4 separate regions of the Mus musculus genome follow, and all the other regions are linked to region 4. A link is a contact called in public HiChIP or PLAC-seq and promoter capture Hi-C data. All regions are on one chromosome and are shown on one strand. Each heading gives the region's core, a stretch centred on a gene start, on an enhancer-like site or on the middle of the called end of the contact. The rest is flanking DNA. Distances are from core to core; before and after follow the strand shown.

Evidence for each region. Promoter capture Hi-C pulls out the DNA fragments that hold promoters and counts their contacts. HiChIP or PLAC-seq counts read pairs in DNA pulled down with a chosen protein or histone mark.
Region 1: a promoter capture Hi-C map of liver shows a contact between it and region 4, with 3 times the contacts expected there. The contact joins the enhancer-like site here to the promoter of Aimp2 in region 4. A contact is called at or near these places in 7 of 39 promoter capture datasets (the C10 cell line, the HPC-7 cell line, hippocampal neurons and 3 more), 1 of 484 Hi-C or Micro-C datasets (cortical neurons) and 2 of 115 datasets of contacts at active chromatin or transcription factors (bone marrow-derived macrophages and embryonic forebrain).
Region 2: an H3K4me3 HiChIP or PLAC-seq map of bone marrow-derived macrophages shows a contact between it and region 4, with 2.7 times the contacts expected there. The contact joins the promoter of Zfp12 here to the promoter of Aimp2 in region 4. A contact is called at or near these places in 1 of 39 promoter capture datasets (liver), 2 of 115 datasets of contacts at active chromatin or transcription factors (bone marrow-derived macrophages and pancreatic cancer cells) and 1 of 9 other capture datasets (adipose tissue).
Region 3: a contact with region 4 is called in an H3K27ac HiChIP or PLAC-seq map of embryonic stem cells, with 5 times the contacts expected there. The contact joins the promoter of Grid2ip here to the promoter of Aimp2 in region 4. A contact is called at or near these places in 20 of 39 promoter capture datasets (the 3T3-L1 cell line, 3T3-L1-derived adipocytes, the C10 cell line and 12 more), 1 of 15 datasets of contacts at CTCF or cohesin (the NIH/3T3 cell line), 6 of 115 datasets of contacts at active chromatin or transcription factors (bone marrow-derived macrophages, double positive thymocytes, embryonic stem cells and 2 more) and 1 of 9 other capture datasets (adipose tissue).

What each region holds. Positions count from the first base shown.
Region 1 is chr5:144,793,418-144,796,334 of GRCm38.p6, forward strand. Trrap (transformation/transcription domain-associated protein) reads left to right here. Exons shown (of 71, transcript NM_001081362.2): 19 at 493-658; 20 at 1,184-1,440. Among named protein-coding and RNA genes, the nearest start is that of Gm23995, 20 kb to the left of the region's middle. Within about 2 kb of position 1,479, at least 8 of the 459 cell types and tissues checked have an H3K27ac peak or open chromatin away from gene starts, as enhancers often do.
Region 2 is chr5:143,233,886-143,236,585 of GRCm38.p6, forward strand. Zfp12 (zinc finger protein 12) reads left to right here and starts at 1,278. Exons shown (of 5, transcript NM_001289589.1): 1 at 1,278-1,494; 2 at 2,369-2,431. The coding sequence starts at 2,417. It overlaps 4930448H16Rik (RIKEN cDNA 4930448H16 gene), which reads left to right. Exons shown (of 5, transcript NR_040700.1): 5 at 625-863. It overlaps Gm38735 (a long non-coding RNA gene), which reads right to left and starts at 645. Exons shown (of 3, transcript XR_868668.3): 1 at 249-645.
Region 3 is chr5:143,356,012-143,358,711 of GRCm38.p6, forward strand. It overlaps Grid2ip (glutamate receptor, ionotropic, delta 2 (Grid2) interacting protein 1), which reads left to right and starts at 1,319. Exons shown (of 22, transcript NM_001159321.2): 1 at 1,319-1,935. The coding sequence starts at 1,540.
Region 4 is chr5:143,908,418-143,911,117 of GRCm38.p6, forward strand. Aimp2 (aminoacyl tRNA synthetase complex-interacting multifunctional protein 2) reads right to left here and starts at 1,422. Exons shown (of 4, transcript NM_001172146.1): 1 at 1,164-1,422. The coding sequence starts at 1,298. Pms2 (PMS1 homolog2, mismatch repair system component) reads left to right here and starts at 1,584. Exons shown (of 15, transcript NM_008886.2): 1 at 1,584-1,662. The coding sequence starts at 1,640.

The DNA.
Region 1 (2,917 bases), core at 229-2,728, 890 kb after region 4:
GGGCTACATGAGCTGCTATCTCATCAAAAACCTAAAAAAAAAATTCCGGCTGGCGAGATGGCTCAGCGGGTAAGAGCACTGACTGCTCTTCTGAAGGTCCTGAATTTAAATCCCAGCAACCACAAGGTGGCTCACAACCACCTGTAATGAGATCTGACGCCCTCTTCTGGAGTGTCTGAAGACACTACACTACAGTGTACTTAAGTATAATAATAAATAAATAAATAAATCTTTAAAAGAAAAAAGAAAAGAAAATCCACCCTCAGGTAACTGCATAGTAACCTGGGAACATACTAAGAACGTCTTTCATAGATATTGCATAGATATGTTATGTTTCATAGATATGGCAGAGACCTCTCTACGTTCTGGCCACTACGTTCTTTAGTTTGCTTTGATGAAATATCAGCTTCATGCTGCTTGAGTGCAGGGGTGAGGTGTATGAGCCCTAGACTCCCAGGCACTCCCTGACCTGACTGCCTTCCCTCTGCCCAGCCTCACCTGCACAAGATCGTGAACAGCTCCATGGAGTTGGCGCAAACCGCCAAGGAGCCTTACAACTACTTCCTTCTGCTCCGTGCTCTCTTCCGCTCTATAGGAGGTGGCAGCCATGACCTCCTGTATCAGGAGTTTCTGCCTCTCCTTCCAAATCTCCTCCAAGGTAAGAGCAGTGGCTCGTGCATCCATCTGTCTGTCTGACTGCTGGGCTCATCCTTTCTGCCTGGCAAAGCTGATGGGAAGGGGTGGGTGCTGGGACCGCCCTCCCCCCACCATCCACCACTACCCCCTCCACCCCCACTCCCAGAGGAAAATAAATGTATTAGTTTCTGTCATCAAACCATGTTGGACTTTCCATGTAGAGGTCTTGTCTGTGTTTACTGCAGTGCTCCCTCCATACAGATGGTGTGAGTGCAAAGTAAATTTCCCAGTGTACTGGGTGGCCCTTGCCCCTGCTTAGCCTCATGTCCAGTCCTTCTCCTGGTCTTACTTAGATGTGCTCAGGCGGGTTTCCTCCACATCACCAAAAGTGCATGCTGCTTACACAAGCATAGGGTAACCTATAGGAACTCCCCCAGCCTTTGTTGTCACTGTGGAAGGGACCGTGACTGCAGTCAATAGGTCTAACCGTGGGCACAGCTGACGTTGCCTGCATCAGGGAGCTAAAGTGCCCCCACCCCTTTCCCAGGACTGAACATGCTGCAGAGCGGCCTGCATAAGCAGCACATGAAGGACCTCTTTGTAGAGCTGTGTCTCACCGTGCCAGTCCGGCTGAGCTCTCTCCTGCCCTATCTGCCCATGTTGATGGATCCCTTGGTGTCTGCCCTCAATGGGTCTCAGACATTGGTCAGCCAAGGCCTGAGGACCTTGGAGTTGTGTGTGGACAACCTGCAGCCGGATTTCCTCTATGACCACATTCAGCCTGTGCGTGCAGAGCTCATGCAGGTAAGACCGCTTTCACCTCTGCACCAGCAGGGGGCATCAGCTCCACATGCCTCTAGTTTGTCCTAGGGATCCTCTGTGCTCAGTCAGAGGCAGACTCAGTCGTGCTTGCTTGCCTGGGATGTACTAAACACGTTTAGCGCTAGTGCATGGTGAGCAGCTTTGTGGCAGTGTTGCTTCTCAGTTTAAGGGAACTTTCCCAAGCATCAGAGTCTCTGTAAGCCAGTGTGAAGGCAGATGGTGCGGAGTTGTGTAGACTCGCAGAAAGACCCTTTCTGTACCCACAGAGATTTTTTTGCTTTTATAGTAAAAGATGCAGCTCTTCAGGGAAGCAGATGGGCACCTTGCCTGCCCCAGCTCCCCTCAAGAGGAAAGGGGCAGTTAGTCAAAGGTTGTCTTAACGTCTTAGGGGTTTGTTATTAGAAGTCAGGAGTGAGGAATCGTACACTATTCACTGTGCTTTGTGCTATGCCCGTGATGGGATTGATAATCCCTGGGGGCCGGCACTTGTGCTCCTCTGTCTCACTAGCATAGGGTCACAACCAGCACTTCATGGTGGATGCTCAGTGACTCCAAAGTAGATTTCAGGAGTAGCACCTGGTCTGGAGGCAGGACTATCAGATCCTGTCTGTCCATCCTGGGGTTATTTCTTGGTCTCTGTGCACTGGAAGAAGATGGACTGGAGTCTATATAGCATGGGAGGACTGCAGAGCCTGCTCTGAGAGCCGCACTGTCAGGTCTTGAAAGCAGAGCTTGTCTTGAGCTGAGTGTGTGGGGGCCGCTCGGGGGCCGCGGAAGCAGTGTGGCTGTTGGGGCTGAGGCGGTGTTGAGCCACAGTTTGCTTTAGAACGATAACCCTCGGAGACAAAGGTTAAGGTCCTTTTTAGTTTCTAGAGGCCAGTGACCCCCAAAACAAGCGGCAGTGTTGGTGTCTCCTGACCCACGCTGAGCCTCAGTGCTGCCGTAACCCGGCAGAAGACCCTTCCTGAGGGACAGAAGACCCTTCCTGAGGGACAGAAGACCCTTCCTGAGGGACAGAAGACCCTTCCTGAGGGACAGAAGACCCTTCCTGAGGGACAGAAGACCCTTCCTGAGGGACAGAAGACCCTTCCTGAGGGGCAGGCGGGTGTTGGGAGAACATGAGGGAAACTGGGATCTTGGTTGGTGTGGAGAAATGTCCCAAGGCTTCATGTTACTTGAATATTGCTGGATTCCGACAGTGAGTGTTGTCATGGAAGTTAGGAAAGTGATTAAAACAAGGACAAGAGTGATTTTGAGACGTAGGTAATTCAAGTGAGGGGACCCAGGCAGCGAGTGCAGTGCTGTGCAGCAGGCGGCGCAGGCGTGGCGTGCAGGGCATCCCTGAGCTCAGCTAACCCTGCAGTCAAACTTTAGGAGCTGACGTGCACAGAGACTGCACACTGAGGCTTCAGAACACGAGCACTGGGCGTTGGGCTAGGGTTGTCTTATATAAGGCTGT
Region 2 (2,700 bases), core at 28-2,527, 670 kb before region 4:
CTCATTCAGAGACGTAACCCCTGCTTGCCATGGGGAAGGGAAGCTTTTGGTTTAAGAGATAGGAGCCAGCTCAGGTGGGCACCTCAGTTACCAGGTGAGGTGAGAACCTGGGAGAAGGTGCCCCATGGCAGTGCAGGCCTTCCGAGGAGGAGGGCTCACCCTTTCTCCTGAGACCATGTGTGCCCTGCAGCATCTGAGAGGGATTCGTGATGCTTCTGTCTCCTGCTGGTTGCTCAGCAGTTTATTACCTAGGGTTGGCGCTCCAAGGTGCTTGGTGCTTCTGGGAAGAAAACGTTACTCTCTGCATTGGTGCAGAGAACTTTCTGTTTTGGTAGACTTTGTTATTAGTTTTGATGCCAACGTCTTTATGAAGAATTAGACCAAGACCACTGCTGCATTAGTTCTGTAAGAAGTCGATGGAATGTTCATTGTATTGTACCATCTCTGAAAACTGTCATTGTCGCCCGGCCCCAAATGTCACCTTTCAGAGGTCAATTAACAGAGAGCTATTTTCCTTCTTTCTGTGAGTTCTTTCTGGTTCTCTTTTTAGTTTCTGTGCATTAGATGTGTGATATAGAAACCCATCATTTGTGTTTTCTCTTCCTTCCTTTTTTGCATCTGCAGCTTCTGTTGTGTCTCCATCAACTTTGGAAGCAGATAGGACAAGAGCACTTTTGCATTATTCAGGAGGGCCGGTGAAATCTGAGAGGAATTGACTGACCATAGGGTTCCACGTTTGAGCATTGTTGCCGGACTGCAAACATCAAGTTGGAGAAGTCATTTGACAAACACGTTTTTTCTCCCTTTCTATGTGTGCCTTCTGGTGCTTTTAGAACTTTTATGCATTTGTTGTATGATCTGGCAAAGCCACTGTTTTTGTCTTCTTTCTTTTAAAAGAGGTGGTAGACACTTCTTATACTTAAATGTTTGATGGAAACTTCTAGCACTTCAGTTAAACAGAGCGTGACACATTTTTTTTCCTCTCTCTTTCATCTGTTAGAATCTGCCTTTTATCTAAAAGCACCAAGCTGGGAGAGGTCTGGGTAAATGGATATAACCCCTCAAGCCATTCCTGGAGGTTCAAAGTGAGGAAAATCACGAAGGTTACTGTTGCTCTCAGCTCGGTACCCACAAGCTGCTGAAACGAGGAGGAGACTTGTGCGACGATCCCTGGAAGCCTAAGAGTTCTGGGCGGCCCCTCCCCAAAGATGAAAGGAAGACCACAGGGACCAGCCCAGTGGCACGCATGCTGCGCGTGCGCACTTCTGTTTGTGTGCATGCTCGCGCAAGCGCACGTCCGCTGCGCTGGCCTGGCTTCCTGCGGTCTGTGTCTCTACGCTCGCAGCTTTGACTTGCGCGAGCTGGAGTCGCGAGCCTGCGGGCCGAGGCCGGTGCGTCCGGGTCGGCAGCAGGCGAACGCAGCTTTGCAGGCCGGGGAGGCCGAGGGCCGGGCTGACGGGGGCAGCGAGACCCGGGCCCGGCGCGGCCTCCTAGGTGAGGCCTGAGGGTGCAGATCGCGGCCGTGAGAGGGAGGCTGGGTCCGTCTGATGGCTTGCAGGGGGGCCTGAGACCGCTTGCCGAGGCCTGAGCGATCAGCGCCTGCGCGATGCCTCGGCCCCCTCCTGTCCTCAGCGTGCGGGATCCGGGACGGTAGCAGTGGTCGTGTTGATGGCTTTGGGCTGTCTAGATGGCCCGAGGATGAGGCGTGTGGGCATAGGAGCGGTCAGTTCAGTGACCTGAGCTGTAGAGGCGCTGTCCAAACTCCTACCTCACTTGACATCCCTGCCTCCCAGGGCTTCTAAGTCTCATGATGTTACTGGGCGCCATCGGCACCCTTGCTGTGCCTGTTAGTTTTCCCGATCCTCTCCCTGCAGCATCCTGTGGTCTAGTTCAGGAAAAGTTTGTGTTTGCGTCTGTTCATAGGGGAAGACTGTGGGTCTGCGATAGTGGTGACATAACCGAGGTCACGCAGAGGGTTTGTTAGTGGGAGTGCTAAGTCCCGGGCCGACGGCGTTCCTTTTGTCATATTAAAGTCGTGGTCACAGTATCACGTAATTGTATATAAATACAGTTCCCACCAGGTTAACTTTTGTTTTCAGAGCAGCTTGTGAGTATTCTTTTGTATCCCTTAGTAAATGGCAGTTATTTAACTAGCATTTCTTGTTCATTTCTTGTTAATTCACCTCGTCAGCTGCACTCATTCATTCCCCCCAAGTCCCAACGCACAGTTGCAATTCTCCAGTCCTTTCTGACAGCCAGTGAGACCACCATCCCTCCGGTTTTCTTCTGGGAATGTTCCAGGAGGTTTGTGTGCAGGATTCCCCTCTTTCCACGCCCACTCATAATGACGTTGTTTTTCCTTCCCCAGACCCGGCTGCATTAGTCCTTCTACAGACTTTTCCTACTGCAGCGGAAGATGAATACATCCTTAGTAAGTCTGGCTTTGTTTCCGTTGTCTAGTTTGGTTTACTACACTCGAAGAGGCAAAGGAGAGATCAGACTTTAAAGGGGAAAATAGATAAAACAGAAAGAGATAAAAGAACCAGACAAAACAGTAGTGGACAGTAGTAAGCATTGGTTGAGTGCATATCTGTAGGTGGCATAGCCCCTACCAAGTCCTCAGGATGCTGTAGTTGACACCTTGACTATATTTAGAGATGAGCCTATGGACGTGCCTGTCGGGATTGTCTTGATCACATT
Region 3 (2,700 bases), core at 69-2,568, 550 kb before region 4:
GATCTCCTTGGGAGGGCTGCTTCCCTGAAGAGTGAGTCCCTGACAGTGACTACTCTATCAGGTCTCCTCCCCTGAGCCCAGCTAGAGCCAGAATCCCTCCCCCTCCCCCTCCCCTACCCCCACCTCCCACCGCAGCCCATCAGTCACACCATCCCCCACTAGCAGAAGGGATTTGGTTCAAAGGGAAACCCTCAAGTCAGTGGCCACGGAAGGAACAAAAGCTTGAGGCCTGCGGGGCTACACAGTTAGTTCAGGAGCAGCCTGGCAGAGCCTGTTGTAGTGCCTGACACCTGTAAGCTCAGCGCTCTAGAGGCAGAGGCAGGAAGATTGCTGCGAGTTCAAGGCCAGGTTGCTTTATATACAGAAGAGAACCAAGACCATTTCTCAAAGTAAGCAAACAAACAAATCACAAAACAAACAAACAAAAAACCAGCCTGGGAGACTTAGCAAGACATTTAAAATTTAAACATTTTATGTATTTTTTTAATTTTTATTTTTTATGTATGTTTTGTGTATGTTTGCCACGAGTGAGAATATTTTTATTTTGAGGCATACTCTAAGTTACCAAGGCTGGCTTTGAACTGGAGATCCTGTTGCTTCAGCCTGACTAGTAGCTAGGATGAGAAGTGGCCCCATCAGCCTAGCCTGGCCCTGGGAAGATTCACAAAGCCTCCTGTGGTTGGTCACTGGGACCGCCCCTTCTGTTGGGGCCGCCCCTCCCACCTCCAGCGCTAAGGTTTCTAAAGCATATGGTTCATTTGGAATTGAGAGAGATTTGAGCAGATGGAAAAGAGTTAAGAAGAGGGAACCTTGGAAAACCGATGTTTCATAGAAACCAGATGATAAAGCAGGCTCTGGCCCGAGGTGTGACCTCATTCACCAAAGAGCACAAAGGGAACCCGGCCTGGCGGTGCAGGCGGGTAATTGTAGCTACTTGAGAAGCAGGAGAATCACAAGTCCACGGCTCGCCTAGATTATTGAGTTAGTTCTAGGTCAGCCTGGGCAACTTAATGAGCCTCTGCCTTGAAACAGAAAGAAAGAGGGCTGGAGATAAAACTCAAGAGGCAGATCTCATGCTTACCATCCCCCAACGAGGAGATGGGACGTTGGCTCAGAGGTAGACCCTGCTTTCAGCAAGCCGCACCCCAAAACAAAACAAAACAAAACAAGAAACCCAAATTAAGACTTCAAATGAATACCATTTGAGTTTTTCATAACAAAAGGGGAGAATTTTTCTTTATACAGTCCGGATTGGTGGTGTCATCCGAGACTACGCCCACCCTCCTCCCCCCCAACCCCCCCCCCCACCCCCCGTCTTAGTATAGACCCTGAACCACTGAGGTAGTATCCCAGCTGACCTCTGCCCTCTTCCTAAAAGCCTCACGTGTGTCTCCACCATATGATGCTTCAGTGGGATATGACACCTGTCTGTGTCCAGCAAACCTGCAGAGGGACTCAGGCCTAGGAAGGCCTCCACAGACAGAGCCGTACCAGCTTCTGTCCCTCTCTTCTCTCTCCAGCAGAACCGCCACGGCAGCAATGCCAGCCACCAATCAAGGCTGGCCCGAGGACTTCGGCTTCCAGCTGGGCGGCTCTGGCCCCTGCTTCGTGATAGAGGTGGCTGAAGGAAGCAGCGCGCACGCTGGGGGGTTGCGGCCGGGGGATCAGATCCTGGAAGTGGAGGGGCTGGCTGTGGGTGGCCTGAGCCGAGAGCGCATCGTGCGCTTGGCACGGCGCTGCCCTCGAGTGCCACCCAGCCTCGGTGTGCTCCCAGGCCCCGAGGGTGGCCCCACAGCCTTGACAGCAGCCTGGCTAACCCGGCGATTTGGCCGCAGCCTCCCGCTGAGCCGCGAACTGCTGCGTTTGGCTGGTGGTCCCAGACCAGATGCTGTGCACAGAGAGCGCAGGCGCAAGGCCCAGGAGTTCAGCTGCCAGGTAAGGCGCCCAGGGGAGGAAGGGGCTGGGCACAACCCTGTGCCGCCGCTGAGAAAAGTTTTCGTTGTTTGTTTGTCTGATTGTTTTGCTGTTTGGTTGGTTGGTTTTGGTTTTTCGAGACAGGGTTTCTCTGTGTAGCCCTGGCTGTCCTGGAACTCACTCTGTAGACCAGGCTGACCTCAAACTCAGAGATCTGCCTGCCACTGTACCCCCACCCCCACCGGCACCCCTGAGTGCTCGGTAAGCAAAATTCTTAAGGAAGATTTACAAAGCAAGTTTCTAGCCAGCATGGGCTACATAGTGAGATCCTGCCTCCAAAACAGATGATTCATAGGTGATGGATTCACTGATTGATGGTAAACAGATGATATATAAATTAATAGATGTTTGAGAGATGATAGCTAGACAGGTAAGTAGGTAGATAGCAGGCAGATAGTCAGATGATAGACAGGTCCATAGATAGATATAAACAGGTTCAACCATAAACAGGGTTTCTCTGTGTAGCCCTGGCTGTCCTGGAACGCACTTTGTAGACCAGGCTGGCCTCGAACTCAGAAATCCGCCTGCCTCTGCCTCCCGAGTGCTGGGATTAAAGGCGTGCGCCACCACACCTGACTGGCTTCTACTTCTTGACAAAGATATTTGAACTCCTAAACTTGTTCTCCACAGAAGGGAAACTCCTCAATTCTGGCCCTGAGTAGGTGTGTGTGTGTGGGGGGGTGACCATTAGGATTTGGGGGGGTCTCAGAAGCAAAACTAAAAAAG
Region 4 (2,700 bases), core at 172-2,671:
GCTGGGTGGACCTGAGGGCCAGTGTCTGCTTTGATATGTTAAAGGGCACCTCAGTTAGCCATTTGAGACCTAACAAATTTTAGTCTTTAGAAAACGAGATGGTGGGAGGCAGAGGCAGGTGAATTTCTGAGTTTGAGGCCAGCCTGGTCTACAGAGTGAGTTCCAGGACAGCCAGGGCTACACAGAGAAACCCTGTCTCGAAAAACCAAAATAAAAAAAAAAAAGAAAGAAAGAAAATGAGATCAAACAATAGTGATAAGCATGGTAAGATAATTGTTCTGAGTTAGGCAGGCACACACTTCTAACCCCAGCACTTGGAAGCTCTTTCTCCACTGGTGGAGAAAGGGCTCAAGATTATCTTTGGCTGTAAGAATCCCAGGACAGCCTGGGCTACAAAGGCACTGTTTCTGCCCCACACTCCCATGGCCAGGAAACACGAAAAAGGACCTCAACTTACTTAGAAACTGGAGACATCCAAATTAAAACTACATTAGGATGTCTCCATTATCCTGCTGGTAACAGCTTAAACCTGTATAACCGCTTTGAAAAAGAACTTAAAAAGTGGAAGGCAAACCTGCCCACTGGGCCAGGAATTCCATTCCTATACAGGCTATTTATGTTAGCTAGTCTATAAATTCCAGCGCCCATGAGTGAGGACCGGGCAGATAAATAAGCGGGGTGTGGCCAGGAACAAGATCACTCACTATCGTTATAACAAAATCTTGTACAGTATGCCAGACAACAGAACACATACTATGTTTCCAGACCATCAAGATTATATAGCTTAAAGATAGCCTCCACAACCTAACCGCGAAAAAAACAACACATAACTACAGTAAAAGTCGGGACCTCTTGTGGAAAAGTTAAACTGGGAAGGATGGGGCACTAAACCCGTCAACCTGGGTTATGGTAACCCTGGGATCGCTCTGAAAATTCCTCCGAATGAGCATTTTTCGTGTTGTTCACTTTTCTGTGCGCCTGGAGATCGTGACAGGAACCCACAGCAGCACTCATCTAGGAGGATTTTGTCGGACCCGGCCGCAGAAGGGACCGGGACCCTAGGCAGACACAGCGCCGGCGCGCTAGACTGGACGAGGGATAGGGCAGGGTGCGGCGCGGCACGAACGGCGCCTGCGCACCAGGCAGGGGCCGCACGCTCCTACCTGCACGTGGCCCGCGTCGGTGGCGGGGCTGGTGGTCTTGCTGTGCACGTTGGGGAGCCGGTACATGCAGGTTGGAAGCTCTACATGCAGAGGTGCGCTGCCTCCATGATAGGGCTTTACCTGGTACATCGGCATGGTGGGAACCCAAGGAAGGTAGCGGGCGAGGGACAGGAACGCTCAGAAGCCACCCAAGGCCACCTCAGACAGCAGCCGCCTTCTTTCTGACTCTGCTGCTGGCGTTCCGGAAAATGAAGTCCCCGAGCTTTCATTGGCCGGGCTGGTCTAACGTCACCAACTTGACCTTTGAGTTGGCCAATCACCGGTAAAGAGGTCTTGGCATGCCTTCGCTAGCCCGCCCGGAAGGGGCGGATCATATGTCAAAAGCAACCAATGGGTGTTCCAGGAGACGCGTCTTTTCCCGAGAGCGGCAGCGCCAACTCTCCCGCGGTGACTGTGACTGGAGGAGTCCTGCATCCATGGAGCAAACCGAAGGCGTGAGGTGAGCTGGACTTGTGGTCTCCGGGCGCATTCTATAGAGTTCCCGGTATCCCGGTCTCTTGAAAGGACCGGAAGTGGCTGAGGCGCGAGGCGGGCAAGCTCGCGGACTGGACCGGGTCCTCTGTGAGGAAGCTATTTCCTCGGCATCCTCCCGCCACAGGCCGTGCACTTGAAACCCAGCACGAAAATCAGTCGCCGTAGACAAAATTCGTTTCCGCTGTTTGTTTATTTATTGAGTCTTTATTCTTGAAGACTTGGGGAGGGAGGCTTAAAGGCTCACGCTGATCTTGCAGTCAATAGGGTTTTTAACTTTTATTATATTGAGGTGCTTCTGTGCGTTTGGTGTAGTGTTCACAGGCGGCATCATAGCAGTGAAGCACATCTTCGAAGGCCAGCACAGTTACATTCGGTGACAGATTTGTAAATGCAAATTTGCTGTCTGTATTTTAACCTTGTGATTTCCCCAGAGATCCTTTGCAGTTAGAACGAGTGCAAGTGTTTGTTTTGGTTTTTTGAGGTAGTGCTTTGAACTCGGGATCCTCCTACTTCAAACACCCGAGTGCTGTGATAACCAGCGAGGTTCTGTGCAAGGTAGATTGAAGAGAAAAGAGGTTGGTTGGTTTATTTCACCAGGGTTTTTGGAAGTCTACTATATGTCAGACCATATGGAAAATACCCTAAAATTGTTACTGCAAGGATGCACCTATGTTCTGTTATACTTTTATGGGGCATTTCATAGCCGGGAAACTATTTTTATGGTGACTAAACCGTAGGGGAATTAGTGATAGTAGATTGGGACCTTGTCGTTGCTAGACTTCAAACTTCATATGATAGGCAATGAGCACCACTAAAAATTTAAACCTAAAGATTTTTTTCGACTGGATTTGTAATTGTAAAAAGAAATTGGTGGGAATCAAGCCACACCTATAATCCGAGCAGGAACAGGCTCAGCAGGAGTTCATAGTTACCTTTAACGACATAGGGAGTTTGAGGGCGCTCTGGGCTACCTTGGAACCTGTGTCAGAGTGAACAAAACTGG